Linked DNA regions of Mus musculus: region 2 is linked to region 1. The links are chromatin contacts, called in public HiChIP or PLAC-seq maps. All regions are on one chromosome and are shown on one strand. The core of a region is the stretch at or near the end of the contact, and the rest is flanking DNA. Distances in the headings are between cores, read along the strand shown.

Evidence for each region. HiChIP or PLAC-seq counts read pairs in DNA pulled down with a chosen protein or histone mark.
Region 2: a contact with region 1 is called in an H3K4me3 HiChIP or PLAC-seq map of bone marrow-derived macrophages, with 2.5 times the contacts expected there. The contact joins two enhancer-like sites. A contact is called at or near these places in 2 of 115 datasets of contacts at active chromatin or transcription factors (bone marrow-derived macrophages and embryonic stem cells) and 2 of 9 other capture datasets (adipose tissue and liver).

Annotation. Positions count from the first base shown.
Region 1 is chr4:139,155,274-139,162,746 of GRCm38.p6, reverse strand. All of the region lies in intron 1 of Gm33304 (a long non-coding RNA gene), which reads left to right. Among named protein-coding and RNA genes, the nearest start is that of Gm33304, 6.3 kb to the left of the region's middle. Within about 2 kb of position 1,511, at least 3 of the 459 cell types and tissues checked have an H3K27ac peak or open chromatin away from gene starts, as enhancers often do. A contact at or near this core is called in bone marrow-derived macrophages, where this site is marked.
Region 2 is chr4:139,325,517-139,333,078 of GRCm38.p6, reverse strand. No RefSeq gene overlaps it. Among named protein-coding and RNA genes, the nearest start is that of Akr7a5, 19 kb to the right of the region's middle. Within about 2 kb of position 2,253, at least 63 of the 459 cell types and tissues checked have an H3K27ac peak or open chromatin away from gene starts, as enhancers often do. A contact at or near this core is called in bone marrow-derived macrophages, where this site is marked.

The DNA of each region.
Region 1 (7,473 bases), core at 262-2,761:
GGAGATTTTGTGGTTCTGGTTAGCAGGGGCTGAAGAACCAGCTGTGATTAACAAGATACCAAAACTACTAAAGTGAAACCTTTGGTTTGCTGGGAATTGGCTGGAAACCTCGATGCTGGTTGGTTGGAGCTGAGAAATTAGTGGTGATTAAGAAGAGACCAGCATCACTGAGATGAAATCTTCTAGGAAGTGTTTCCTGAGAGCACAGAGGAGCTATGTTCCAGAGTCAGCCAATGATGGGCCTCATGCTGCAGCTGGACTTGGTTATGTGTGAGAATCACCCAGGCGGCACTGGTTTTGCAGGCATGAAGGGGTTGTGGAGAACAGCTGAGGCACTGTGAGAGGCTAGGAGAGGCCATTAGTGAAGGTGCAGCCTCAGTGGCAGCTGAAGGCCCAGGATTGAAAAAATCATGTAAAGATGTTGAGGACTGGCACCAGAAAGAAAATCTAAGAGACACTATTATTGGGGGACATATAATGCAGTTATAGCAAGGGACCCCAGCAGTTTTGGAGATGCCAGAACCATGGAGGTATGACCTCCAAGAACAGCAGCAATGATGGAGTGGAGCCAGCTGGATCCCAGAAGACAAGCTGTGTGTGCTACAGAAGGCAGAGCTGGAGAAGTGACCCAAGCCTTTGGAGGAGTCCAGAAGATTGAGAGACTTTGAATTTTAAGAGACTATGTCATTGGTCCTAATCAGTCTGCACAGCCCAGAGGACCTAGTCATGGTGCTTGCCTGAGCATGGGTGTTGCTTTTATTAGTTTCTAACTTAATAAAAGTGCGGACATTCTTGAAAAAAAAAAAGAGAGATTGGCTATTTTAAAGGGAATGAAAAAAATTTTTTTAAAGATTTATTTACTTGGGATGGAGAGATGGTTCAGTGGTTAAGGGCACTGACTGCCTTTCCAGAGGTCCTGAGTTCAATTCCCAGCAACCACATGATGGCTCACCACCATCTATAATGGGATCCGATGCCCTCTTCTGCTGTGTCAACTCAGACACCATTGGAACTAACTCTCCAGCCCATGGGAATGGATTTTTAAGGTGTTTGAATTTGTAAAGACTGTGGGACTTTTAAAGTTATTTATGGTTTTAGTGTGATATCTTGGGGAGGAATAAAAAAGAAAGGGTTTTGGCTTAATAGTGATGTTTGTGTATCAAGTTGACAAGGGATCAGTTGTACTAGCTGGTCTTGTGTGTCAACTTGACACAGGCTGGAGTTATCACAGAGAAAGGAGCCTCAGTTGAGGAAACCCCTCCATGAGATCCAGCTGTAAGGCATTTTCTCAATTAGTGATCAGTGGGGGAGGGCCCAGCCCACTGTGGGTGGGGCCATCCCTGGGCAGGTGACCCTCCATTCTATAAGAAATCAGACAGAGGAAGCCATGGGAAGCAAGCCAGTTAGCAGCACCCTCCATGGCCTCAACTCCCGCCTCCAGGTTCTAGCCCTGCTTGAGTTCCTGTCCTGACTTCATCCAGTGAGGGAAGTGATCTGGAAGTGGGAGCCAAATAAAGCCTTTCTTCCCCAACTTCCTTTTTTGGTCATGGTGTTTCGTCACAGCAATAGAAACTCTAACTAAGACAAACCCATACATATAAAATAAAATAAATTTAAAAAATAGAGAGAGGTCAGGGCCTGGACAGTGACCAGCACTTACTTTTCTACCAGAGGGCCAGAGTTCAGTTCCTAGCACCCAAGTCAAGTAGCTCACAACCTCCTGTGACTCTAGCTCTCAGCGATCTGGCATAGCCTTCATGCACACATCTGCACACAGACATACGCATATACATATAATTAAAAATTTAAGAGTAAAAATACACATTAGTGTCATCCCCTGTTTAATAGGTCTTCTGTTTTATCACATGCCTTTCCATCGCCTACCTGGCCCATGTATCTGCCCTCTGCCCACCCTGGGACCTCCTGTCCTGTCCCTTCTGGCCCAGTGTGCTCCTTATGCTGGCTCTTGTCCCCAAATTCCAAAGTGTTCCCTCCATTTATCTAGCGCACATTTATGTGACATCTACTCTGTGCCACACACTGGGGGCTAAATGAACACAAATCTTTACTCTTGGGAAATATATCTGTGGTGTACATATGTACATATGTATGTATGTAGTATGTATGTATATGAATGAATGAGGTCTTATGTCCAGGCTGATCTCAACCTTTCAGTGGCTGAAAGGGAAAACTGATGTGTGACACACAGATATGCATAGCATACATAAAACCCTGGGTTTGATTCCCAGTACAGGGAAAAGAAAGGATTTTAGGTGATCCATAGAGTGCCAAGAGGCTTGGAGGCCTCCAACTGTCATTACCCAACTGGAAATGGCATTACCCATCACCACTCTACAAGCTAACTAGGAAGTGGCACGGTTGCCTCCACCACACGCCAAACACTGCAGCCTGCAAGCTGACGTGTGGGGTCTCTGGGCACCATGTTCTGGGTGGATAGCCTTGGTGACTGAAGTTCCTCTCATCTGGTGCCACCTCTCAAAGACTCTGCCTCCCAGTGACACCATCCTGGGGGCAGAGTCTCCGAATCATGGTAGACCTTTGGTGGACATGGTTAAATGGTATGGTAGAGTGCTTGCCTAGTATGTAGGAAGTGCTGGATTAGAGCCCAGCATTACAGAAACCTGTCCTGTTGGCGAGTGTCTGTAATAGAATCATTTGGGAAGCGGCGGCAGGAGGATCCGAAGTTCAAGGTCGTTCTTGCTACCTAACAAGGTTGAGCAACATAAGACAGAAATGATGGTATGTAATGTATGTTTCCAAGGATTCAAATATTATGCAATGTGTATATATATATATATATATATATATATATCTCAAATATTACTTGGACATATGATACACTACCAGTGTATATGAATTTTTATGCTTTTTAAAAAATATATGTATTTGCCAGGCAGTGGTACCACACAGCTTTAATCCCAGCACTCGGAGGGAGGCAAAGACAGGAGGATCTCTGTGAGTTCAAGACCATCCTGATCTATAGAGCAAGTTCCAGGACAGCCAAGGCTACACAGAGAAACCCTATCACACACACCAAAAATACGTATTTATTAACTACATGTGTTTATGTATACTTTCGGGAGTGCAGCACATTCGTGTGGGTGCCCATCGAGGTTTGAAGGCATCAGAGCCCCTGAGACTGGAGTTACAGATGGTTGTGGGCCACCTTGTGGGTGCTGAGAACAGAACCCAGGTCCTCTGTAAGAGCAGTCAGTGCTCTTAACCACTAAGCTATCTCTCCAGGTCCCTGATATTTTTAAAGCACCAAGTTAAGCAATCTTTTTTAAGTTATAGACTTCTCTCTCTCTCTCTCTCTTTCTTTCTTTCTTTCTTTTTTCCGAGACAGGGTTTCTCTGTGTAGCCCTGGCTGTCCTGGAACTCACTTTGTAGACCAGGCTGGCCTCAAACTCAGAAATCCACCTGCCTCTGCCTCCCAAGTGCTGGGATTAAAGGCGTGCGTCACCACCGCCTGGCTTAAGTTATAGACTTTTAAAACTATTTTCAAATTATGTGTATATGTGACTGTCTGGGTATGGGTATGTGTGTGAGAGATGTGACTGTCTGGGTGTGGGTATGTGTGTGTGAGTGAGGGCAGATGCCACCAGAGGCCAGAGGCATCAGATCTCCCTGGAGCTAGATGAAAAGCAGATGTCAGTGCCCTAACCTCAACACTTGGGTGCTGGGAACTGAACTCAGGTTCCCTGCAAAAGCAGTATACATCCTTACCCACAACTGAGCTCTCTAGTCCCTGGACGATCCTTTTAAGTCCTCTGACAAAATCCGTCTGCTATTTGGTTTGCCAACCTGGAAGGTCTGAGCAAGAAGTATGTGTGTCTCTCCCATCAGTTTGAAACCTGAAGCGATGTGTGTTCAGGCAGCTTCCTCTCCTAGCCTGCCTCTTAATCCAGCTGATTTCTTTTCTCTTCTGACTTTTGCTTAGTCCTGCCTTCAGCCGTCACCTTAAAAAGAAACTGCCTATGTGTGTATTTAGTAAACCCATTTGGGAACATGGTGGAAAATGTAAATAAATCAAACTCGAAGAAAGATGTAAACGGAACATCTTACGGATGCGGTCTTACGGCGTTGTGAGTTTCTAAGCTCCGTCAAGCCGTTTCTTCCAAGGATAAACAAAACTCCAGCAGCACTTGAAATCTATCTCACAGAGCAGGAAGAGTCAGCAAAACACCAGGGCAGACCCAACCGGCATAGTTCACATCCCCTTGTAAACGGGAAGAGCATGTTTCTATCAGCCAAGCCCTGATGAGTGGAAGGATGCGGGCGTGGGGGATGTGTGCGGTAGAGGTTGGCGGCTGGATCTGTGAAGTTGGGGCTGGGAAAACTTACTGTGCCACACAACCCTGTTTGGGCTAGCAAGAAGACTCAGTGGGTTAAGGTGCTTGCTGTCAAGCCTAACAACCTAAGTTAGTTTGACCCTCTCCATGTGATGGAGAGCAAGAACCAGTTCTCACGAGTTGTCTCTGACCTCTACATGCATGCCCACCCATGTATACATGCACACACCCATGTATGCACACCCATGTATATACACACATGTGTGCACACCTGTGTATGCACACTCATGTACACTCACGCACATGTATGCACACCCACAAATAAGCATAAATTAGAAATAACCAGTTATAGACAGGCAGTGGTGGCACAAGTCTTTAATCCCAACACAGGCAGAGGCGGGCAGATCTCTGAGTTCGAGGCCAGCCTGGTCTATAGAGTGAGTTCCAGGACAGTTAAGGATACACAGAGAAACCCTGTCTAGAAAGCATTGGGTCCTCTGAAAGAGGACCCAGGTTCAATTCTCAGCAGCCACATGGGAGCTAACAACTGCCTGTAACTCTACTTCCAGGGGTCTGACACCCTCACCTAAATATGCTCGTGGGCAAAATACCAATGCACATAAAATAAATAAATACATTTTTTTTTAAAAATTACCATTTTGTTTTTCTTGAGCTTATTCTGGTTTATTAATCAAATGAGCTAACAGCACTCCTACTGAGTGCTTGCAGAAATGAACAAATGTTAATTTACATTGAGTGAAACTGAACTGCTATTCTGGATTAATTTTTTTCTTTTTTTAATTCGTTCATGTGCTGAGACATGAACTCTGTCTCATGCATGCTAAGCCCATTCTTTACCTTTGAGTTGCACCTCCAGCTTCAACAAACTTTAACAGCATGTATGTATGTATGTATGTATGTATGTATGTATGTCAGCTTAAAAATAGTTCCCAGCCAGGGGGTGGTGGTGCACTCCTTTCATCCAAGTACTTGGAAGGCAGAAGCAAGCTTATCTTTGTGAGTTTGAGGCCAGCCTGGGATACACTGGGAGTTCCAAACCCAGCCTGGGCTATATAGTGAGACCCTATGTCAAAACAAACAAACAAACAAAACAAAACAAAACAAAACAAACAAAAACAATTCCTGGCTCAGAGGGATGTCTCAGTGGGTGATGGGATCCCTGGAACCTACATGAAGAGAGAGTCAAGTCCTGCAAGCCGTCCTCTAACCTTGTGAGGCCATGGCATGCACACTTGCGCATACACCAACCAACCAAAGTTCCCATGATGGCGCACGGTTATAATCCTAGCACGTGAGTAGGCTAAGGCGGGAAGATGGTTTGGGACCAGCCAGGGTTGTAGTGTAAGCCTTTTCTCAAAACACAAAGAGCGTGATTTTCCTTTGAGATGATTGATAATGATCAAGAACATTTCTTCAAAGTCCAGGAACCATATTGTCTGTCCTGAGCTCGCTGTCAGGGTCACCTTCTGCTTTTCATTTTTCTCTGAACTACTACTGCTCTTCATAGAAGTGAAGGTGGACTACAGGGCAGGGACACACATGATCCTTGTGCACGGATATTCGCACAGTGTCTCATGGAAGGCAGTTAACCCCGGCTGTGGATGTTAGCCAGCATCCCCAGCTGCAAACCTGCCTCCAAGTTCTGGGCACCACTCTCTGTCCGATTAGCACCGTGGGATACATGGACTTCCCCTTCAGCTCCCAAGGGCTTCTGCCTGGCTACTTCATTACGTAATTGGTTCCATTAAAATGTTGTAGGGTCCATCCTTTAGTCTCAGCTCCAAACTTTGTCTCTGTAACTCCTTCCATGGCTATTTTGTTCCCCATTTTAAGGAGGAACAAAGTATCCACACTTTGGTCTTCCTTCTTCTTGAGTTTCATGTGTTTTGCAAATTGTATTGTATCTTGGGTATTCTAAGTTTCTGGGCTAATATCCACTTATCAGTGAGTGCATATCATGTGGATTCTTAGGATGAATCAACCAGAGACTGCCCCACCCGGGGATCCATCCCATAATCAGCCACCAAATACAGACACTATTGCATATGCCAGCAAGATTTTGCTGACAGGACACTGATATAGCTGTCTCTTGTGAGGCTATGCCAGTGCCTGGCAAATACAGAAGTGGATGCTCACAGTCATCTATTGGATGGAACACAGGGCCCCCAATGGAGGAGCTAGAGAAAGTACCCAAGGAGCTGAAGGGGTCTGCAACCCTATAGGTGGAACAACAATATGAACTAACCAGTACCCCCAAAGCTCGTGTCTCTAGCTGCATATGTAGCAGAAGATGGCCTAGTCGGCCATCACTGGGAAGAGAGGCCCCTTGGTCTTGCAAACTTTATATGCCCCAGTACAGGGGAACACGAGGGCCAAGAAGTGGGAGTGGGTGGGTAGGGGAACAGGGTGGGAAGAGGGTATAGGAGATGTTCAGGATAGCTTTTGAAATGTAAAGGAAGAAAATATCTAATAAAAAATTGAAAAAAAAAGTTGTAGGGTGTGCATGCACACACACACACACATGCTTGCATGCACACACGCACGCACACTGACTCGCTCACACACACATAGGCATTTGGAGGCTAAGAAGTTGACTTTGGGTGTCACCCTCAATTGCTCTCTACCTTCTTTTTTTCTTTTCTTTTTTTTTTCCCTGAGACAGGGTTTCTCTGTATAGCTCTGGCTGTCCTGGAACTCACTCTGTAGACCAGGCTGGCCTCCAACTCAGAAATCCGCCTGTCTCTGCCTCCCAAGTACTGGGATTAAAGGCCTGAGCCACCACTACCCGGCACTCTCCACCTTCTTTTTGAGTCTCTCTCTGAACCTGGAGCTCACTTATTCATCGAGGCTGGCCAATCAATCCCAGGGATTCTCCTATCTCTGTGTCCGCAGAGCCGGGATTACAGCTGCAGGCTACCACACTCAGCTTCTATATGGATTCTGGGGACTGATTTTAAGTTTTCATGCTTACATAGCAAACACTTTACTGACAGCCACTTCCCTCCAGCCCCGTCTCCCACTCATTCAGCTGGCTTCATAGATTGGACTCTTTCTGGATCCTTCTCTGCTAGGTTGGAGTCCCACCTCAAATCTTTGCATCTTTGTTATGGAACTTTTATAGAAACTAGGTCGCAACTGT
Region 2 (7,562 bases), core at 1,004-3,503, 170 kb before region 1:
ACTCTGTCTCAAAGAAATAGTTAGGGAGAAATCAAGGAGGGCACAGATAACCTCTGCTGGCCTCTGCACCTGTGCGCACACGTTTACCTATGCACACACATTTGCCTGTGCACACCCGTGTGCGTGCACACACACAGACACGATATTTTAATAAATACTTTAACTTTAGTTTTGAACACACCTATTTGGTTCTGCAATGAATACACACACGGTTGTGTGGGCACAGCAGAGGCGTCCCTGCCACTAGTAGCTATGGCCTTGACTAAATTACTCAGTTTTTCACACCCTTACCAACTGTAAATAGGAGTAAAAGTGACAGGTTACAGAGAAGTCCCTAGAATTGTTCAGGCTGAGCTGACAATGGACAGCATAAGTAGTTAGTGGACAATGACACAGGGGATAACTGAACAGCAAGACACAGGAGGTACACTGGCTTTAATATCCATGAGCAGAAGGCCCTGTGTGGAGCCACACCTGCCACCCCAGGTACCAGAGCATTGGGTCTGGGGCAGAGGACACAGGAAAAGAGAAAAGGCCACAGACCACAAGCAAAGCGGCCCTGAGGGAACCCCACGTGGAGAAGTCTTGACTTTAGACTGGGGGCTGTAGTCCAGAGCTCTATGGTCACCATAAGGTGTTTTGAAAGACGACGCTGAGTGCACTATGGATGATGGGCAGTTCTGATCACAGGGGGAGGAAGGTGCCAAAGGAACTGGGGACAGAGACAGGAAGGCTTCGCTAAGGGCCTGTGAAGAGGAAAGTCGGGGCCAACTACAGACTCTGTTCGTGAAAACGAGCTAGGGCTGGGCTGTCAGTGTGAGTCCCTACTCCTCTCTCTCCCCCTGCTGAGAAGCCCAGGTGAATGGTTGAATGATAGATGGATGGATGCATGGATGAATGGACAGATGGATCAGTGGGTGGGTGGATGGATGGATGGATAGATGGATGGATAAACGAATGGACAGATGGATGAGAGGAACTTCCTACACTTAGAAAGTCTTGCTAGCAGTCCAAAGGCTGTCAGGGGATCACTAGGAACCTAGAAGGGAGTAGGTTTAAAGAACTATTAATGTGGACGTTTTCCTTCTTTAAGAACATTACATTATGGAGCTGGAGGTATGGTTTAGTGGTTACAAGCACTAGCTGCTCTTCTAGAGGACCTGGGTTCGATCCCAGTACCCACATGGTAGCTCCCAGCCATCTGGCACTCCAGACTTAAGAGGATCTGACACCCTTTTCTGGGTTCCTCAGGTACCGGGCATGCTTGCTGCCAAACATGACCCACTCACTAGGTCAGAGCCCACAAGGTGAAAGGACTCACCTGGTTCCTGCAAGTTGTTTTATTAATCCCAAAGATGGAAGAGAAGGACCAAAGTCATCAGGGCCAAGTGTATTAAAGCAACTAATTAGTAAAGCAAGCTTTTTATTCCTGTACAAGGCTGCCTCTCCCTAAGGTGGAGTTTGAGAGGTCAGTAGGAAAGTTTTAACCAAACGGTGCTTAAATATGCCTAAAACAAACAACTCCAAGTATGACTGGCAACATTTAAAGCAACAATGTCTGTTACTGCTGTGTTGAACCAAATTCCCTTCTTGTCTCTCAAGCACCGTTACTAGGCCAGTCGTGGCAGATGAAGAGACTCCCATAGGCTACATCATCCCACTTCCAATGCCAGTTGTGGGGATACTCCTTGGTGAAGCTGAAACCACTGCTAAACCAACAGGCACCCAGAACTTGGGAGAAAAATCCAAGACCCTGAGCCCGGCTGCAATAAGAAGGCAGATCGACTGCTTGGTCCAAAGTCTTTCTGGGGTTCTGCTGACTGCAAAACAGGAAACCCATCAGATGAGGGTTCAGAGGCACGCACCTGCTAGGCACTAGTTCGGGAGAGTCTACACAGTTCGAGATTCCCAGTGTTCTCAATGCCCTAGACATAGGCTGGCCACATGGAATTTGGCGGAGCCAGGGTTGGTCTATTGTGAGAGGGTCCTGGGCCACTTTTCTGGAAGGGTGGAAACCGCAGAGTTGTGTAAAGTCAGCCTGAGGAGCTTGTGGTTCTCGGAGCTCTTGGGAGGACAAGGTGCGATCACAGCCCCAGGAGCCGGAAGAAGCTGTACCGGGGAAGAATCAACTCTGCTCATTGCGGGTGGGTGATAGGCAAGACCGTTACCTTTGGAGCTGCTGCAGCCCAGCTCAAACCCCAGGACACCTTGGATCGTCTCTGCATAAAATAGCCTTCCGTGACCACTCCCACAGGAGGCGGGGCTAGCGGAGAAAGGGCAGGAAAGTGTGGGCCTGTGCACAAAACTTCTGTAGAGCTGAGAACTCTACAACAGTGCCACCTGGAGGTCAGTGGCAGGTCTCATGAGCTAGGTCGGAAGTTGCAGACACCTCTAGCTTCCTGCCTCTCTCTGGCCCATTCATGAGCTGCCCTGGGCTCTCTGTACCCTCCTAGAAGGAGTTTAGCAGGTGGGTGAATCCTGGAGAGCTGTCTCTGTTTTTTTGTTTTGTTTTTTTGTTTTTTGTTTTTTTTTTGAGACAGGGTTTCTCTGTGTAGCTCTGGCTGTCCTGGAACTCACTCTGTAGACCAGGCTGGCCTCGAACTCAGAAATCCGCCTGCCTCTGCCTCCCGAGTGCTGGGATTAAAGGCATGCGCCACCATGCCCAGCTTGTTTTTTGTTTTGTTTTTGTTTTTGTTTTTTTGGCGGGGGAGCTGTCAATGAATTGAGGTTTGCTGGGAGCTCTAGTAAGGGTCCCTGTGGAAGGACAGCAAAGAAGGTCTGTCAGCCCTGATTTACTAATCCAGGAGAAGTTTCCCTCAAACTCTCAGGCAGTTTAGACTGTTCAGAGAATCGAGGGTGGAGCGAATCTCAAGTAGCAAATGTTCACTCCAGGCATCTTTGAGAACATTTATGCAGTAGGGACTTAGAATTTACACCAAATGAAGACTGTAACAAATTGGGACGTGGGGATAAATGGACAAGATTTTCTCACCATAACCCTTTAAAAAGACAGTTGAAGTCAGGGCGGCCGTTCTTGCTTGTAATCCCTGCACTCTGGAGGCTGAGGCAGGAAGTTTGCCAGCAGTCAAAAGTCAGCGGGATTATATAGCAAGCAGTAGACCAGCACCGACCAAATAGCACATGGTGTGGTGGTCTACCCCTGTGATTCCGGCACTCCAGAAACAGGGGCAGGAGAATCAACGCAAGTTCAAGGCTGTCCTGGACAACATAGGAACAACAGGTCTGCCAAGCCCATAGAACAAGACTGTTTCAAATGTCAAAATAGGGTTTGGATTATAGCTTAGCTGATTGGATGCTTGCCTAGTCCTGGGTTAAGGACCCAGTGAGTAAGGTAACACCCTCTTTTCCTGATTCCATTTTGTGTTTGCTTAGACCAGTGGTCCTCACCCTTCCTAATGTTGTGGTGACCCCAACCCTCAATTTATTTTTGTTGCTACTCCATAACTGTAATTTTGCTACTGAATATAATGCAAATATCTGATATGCAGGATATCTATATGTGACCTCTGTGAAAGGTCCTTTAACATCCCCAAAGGGGTGGTGATCCACGAGAACCTAAGGTTTAGAAGGTTCTCACCCTCTACCTGCTTAATAGTGATGTTGCCTAGCAACACATTTGGACTTTCTATGACATTGACCATAGTCCAGATGTATTGATCAAAATAATTATTTTCTGAAACTTAACATTAACTCAGGAAGTTATAAGTAAAACAATAACAACAACCACAGCAACAACAACAACAACAACAACAACAGTCACTTAATGTCTGAAATAATATGAAAAAAAGTTACTATGGTCTTCCTGAAATGAGTGTTTCAAGGTTACTCTGACCCTTATTGAACTCCTAAGTAAATTATAGTCTTTGTGGGGTTTGCCTTTAAAAACATCATTGTGCCTCCAAACTTTTGCACAAGAGACTCTGAGACATAAACCCCTTTTTGGTCACTGGCCAGTAAAGGACTCATATACTTTAAATTGGCTTAATCATCCTGGTTGTCTGTATCTTATCACTATTATTATTGTTGTTGTTGTTGTTGTTGTTGTTGTTGTTGTTATAGTAAGACAAGCTCTCGGGGCTGGTGAGATGGCTCAGCGGTTAAGAGCACTGACTGCTCTTCCAAAGGTCCTGAGTTCAAATCCCAGCAACCACATGGTGGCTCACAACCATCTGTAATGAGATCTGATGTCCTCTTCTGGTGTGTCTGAAGACAGCTACAGTGTACTTACATATAATAAATAAATAAATAAATCTTAAAAAAAAAAGACAAGCTCTCTCTATGTAGTTATGGCTGCCTTGGAACTCACTATGTAGATCAGGCTAGCCTCAAATGTACAGAGACCCACCTGCTTCTGCCTCTGGGGCTGTGGCTTTCAGGTTGGGAGCCTTGTGCCCAGCCTCTTACATGGAGTATTCTTCTAAGCAGCACCCAAAATTGAGTTTGGCATGGAGTGGTGGCAAACACCTGTAATCCTAGCACTCATGAGATGGAGACAGGTTGGTCTCTGTGAGTTCAAGACCACCCTGGTCTACACAGTGAATCCTAGGCCAGTCATGTCTGCATAGAGACTTTGCTGAAGAAGAAGAGGAAGAAGAAGAAGAAGAAGAAGAAGAAGAGGAGGAGGAGGAGGAGGAGGAGGAGGAGGAGGAGGAGGAGGAGGAGGAGGGAAAGTATGCTTTCCTAACCATCACTTAGTAACTTTTAAAACCAGAGATTCTAAAATAACCCAATGCTATCTCAGTGTTGAGAGACAGGAGGACATCTTTGTTTTCTTGTTCTCTAACCATTGCATTCTGTAAGAGGAAGAAAACCACACAGAGTAGAAAGAGAGGTGATGTGTCCTGGGCATTGGTCATGCTGAATGTCAGCGATACGGTGTGTTCCCAGCCAAGCCTGCCAGAGGATGTTAAAATAGAATACTGTCACAAATGTCTTTGATTAACTATGAATTAATGATAGACCATTGCGTGTTCAAAAATCTTTTATTGTTACCAAATTTTCATGACCCCTCCCTATTCACTGATGCTAGCTGCTATGGTTTGCATATGCTCAGCCCACGAAGTGGCACTATTAGAAGATGTAGTCCTGTTGGAGTATGTGTGTCACTGTGGGCGTGGGCTATAAGCCTCATCCTAGCTGCCTGGAGGTCAGTATTCTGCTAGCAGCTTTCAGATGAAGATGTAGAACTCTCAGCTCCTCCTGCCCCATGCCTGCCTGGATGCTTCCATGTTCCTGCCTTGATAATGGACTGAACCTCTGAACCTGTAAGCCAGCCCCAATTAAATGTTGTCCTTAGAAGAGTTGCCTTGGTCATGGTGTCTGTTCACAGCAGTAAAACCCTAACTAAGACACTAGCCAACATGGGGATGGAACCCAGGGTTCTTTTTTTTTTCTTCACTTTTATTTTTTTACATTTAAAAAAATGTATATGATTGTACACCTACATGCCAGAAGAGAGGATCAGATCCCATTACAGATGGTTGTGAGCCACTGTGTGGTTGCTGGGAATTGAACTCAGGACCTCTGGAAACGCAGCTAGTGCTCTTAACCCCTGAGCCATCTCTCCAGCCTCTGGAACCCAGAGTTCTTAAAGCTGTGTGTGTCATGACCCCCTTGGGGGTAGAACAAACCTTTCACAGGGGTCCTCTAAGGCTATCCTCTAAGGAAAGCACAGATACTTAAACTGTGATTCATAACAGTCGCAACATTACAATTACAAAATAGCAGTGGAATAACTTTATGGCTGGGGTCACCACACCAGGAGGAAATGTATTGAAGGCTCACAGCATCAGGAAGGTTGAGAACCACTGGCCTAGTGAGTGTGTGGCCCTGGCTTCCAGCCCTAGCACTGAAGAATTAAACCAAACCAAACCTGGGCTTTGAGCTTCTGAAGTCCCTTGTCTCTCTCTTCTCTGACTCTGCGAGTTTGTTCCTAGGCATTTATTTACCCCAGGCCACTGAGGATGTCTCTGGGTTGCCCTGCTTCTGATCTACTGAGGGTGAGTGGAGAAGATTCAACAATTTCACTCTTCCATTTTACAAAAAAAAAAAAAAAAAATCAAACAAACAAGCAAACAAAAACTTTGGGAAGCCAGCTATTGGCTCAGGAGTTTGAGAAGAGATAATTACTTCTGGCTTCTGGCCAGTGTGGGCACTGTAGTGAGACCCAGTGTCTAAAACATTCCTTGAGGGTGGGTGCTGCTTCAGCTAGTAAAGTCTCCTGCTCCAAGCCTGACAACTTGTGCCAATCTCCGGTATTCACGCTGTAGCAACAGAGAATAGACTCTTGCACCTGTCCTCTGACCACCTCTCCAGTGTTAAGCCATGTGCCCTGTCCACCATACAGCTAAATGAAGAACCAAACAAATAAATAGAAATAGAGAGATCTCTCAGCAGCTAAGAGCATCTGCACCTCTGTGGAGGACTGGGGTCTGGTTCTCAGCACCCACACAGCAGCTAACAAATGTCTATAATTTCAGTTCCAAGGGATATGATGTTGGGGATTTGATTTGTTTGTGGGAATTCGCATGTCTGCTGTGGGTCCCTGCCAACAGTTGGTGTTTTGAATAGTCAATAAACAGCTAGAGGCCAATGGCTGCGCAGAGGGACAGAGGCGGGACTTTTAGGATTCCCAGGCAAGAAACAGAGGAGAGAGAGAGAGAGAGAGAGAGAGAGTCTGCCATTAGGAGGGGTAGGAGATGGACCATGAGGTGCAGGAGGGAGAGCCCGCCAACATGCGAAAATCAGGGGAAGTGGCCCCAGGGGACACTCCCCCCCATTGGGTCTAGGGTAGCAGAGATGAAATATAGATTTAACAAATATTAATTCAGGAATATCAGAGGGGAGTGTGTTGGCCATGTGGAGGTTCAGGAGTAGCCCAGCCATTGAGCTAGTTAAGACATATCAAAGCTAGGCAGTGGTGGCACACACATTTAATCCCAGCACTTGGGAGGCAGAGGCAGGCAGATTTCTGAGTTCGAGGCCAGCCTGGTCTACAGAGTGAGTTCCAGGACAGTCAGGGCTACATAGAGAAACACTATCTCAAAAAACCAAAACCAAACCATATCAAAATAGAAAGGTTGTTTGTGTCTTTTCATTCATGAATCCAGAGAACTGGTGGGTTGTGAGAGGTGTGATCACCCACAGGAGCTCAGAGCAGTTTAACAGATTACCGCTACAATATGATGCCCTCTTCTGACCTCAGCACTAGGCATGCATGTATATGTACAATACACATACAATAAAGAATCCTGGTCTTCATGGCACACACCGTTAATCCCAGCACTTGGAAGGCAGAGACAGGTAGATATCTGTGAGTTCAAGGCCAGCTTGGTCTACATCGTGAGTTCCAGGTCAGTTGGGGTTGCATAATGAGAACCTGTTTCCAAAAGCAAACAAATAAACAAATTAAAAGCAAAATCAAAAACCCCCAAAAACATTTAAAAGTTACTTGAGGCCAGGCAGTGGTGGCACATGCCTTTAATCCCAGCACTTGGGAGACAGAGGCAGGTGGATTTCTGAGTTCGAGGCCAGCCTGGTTT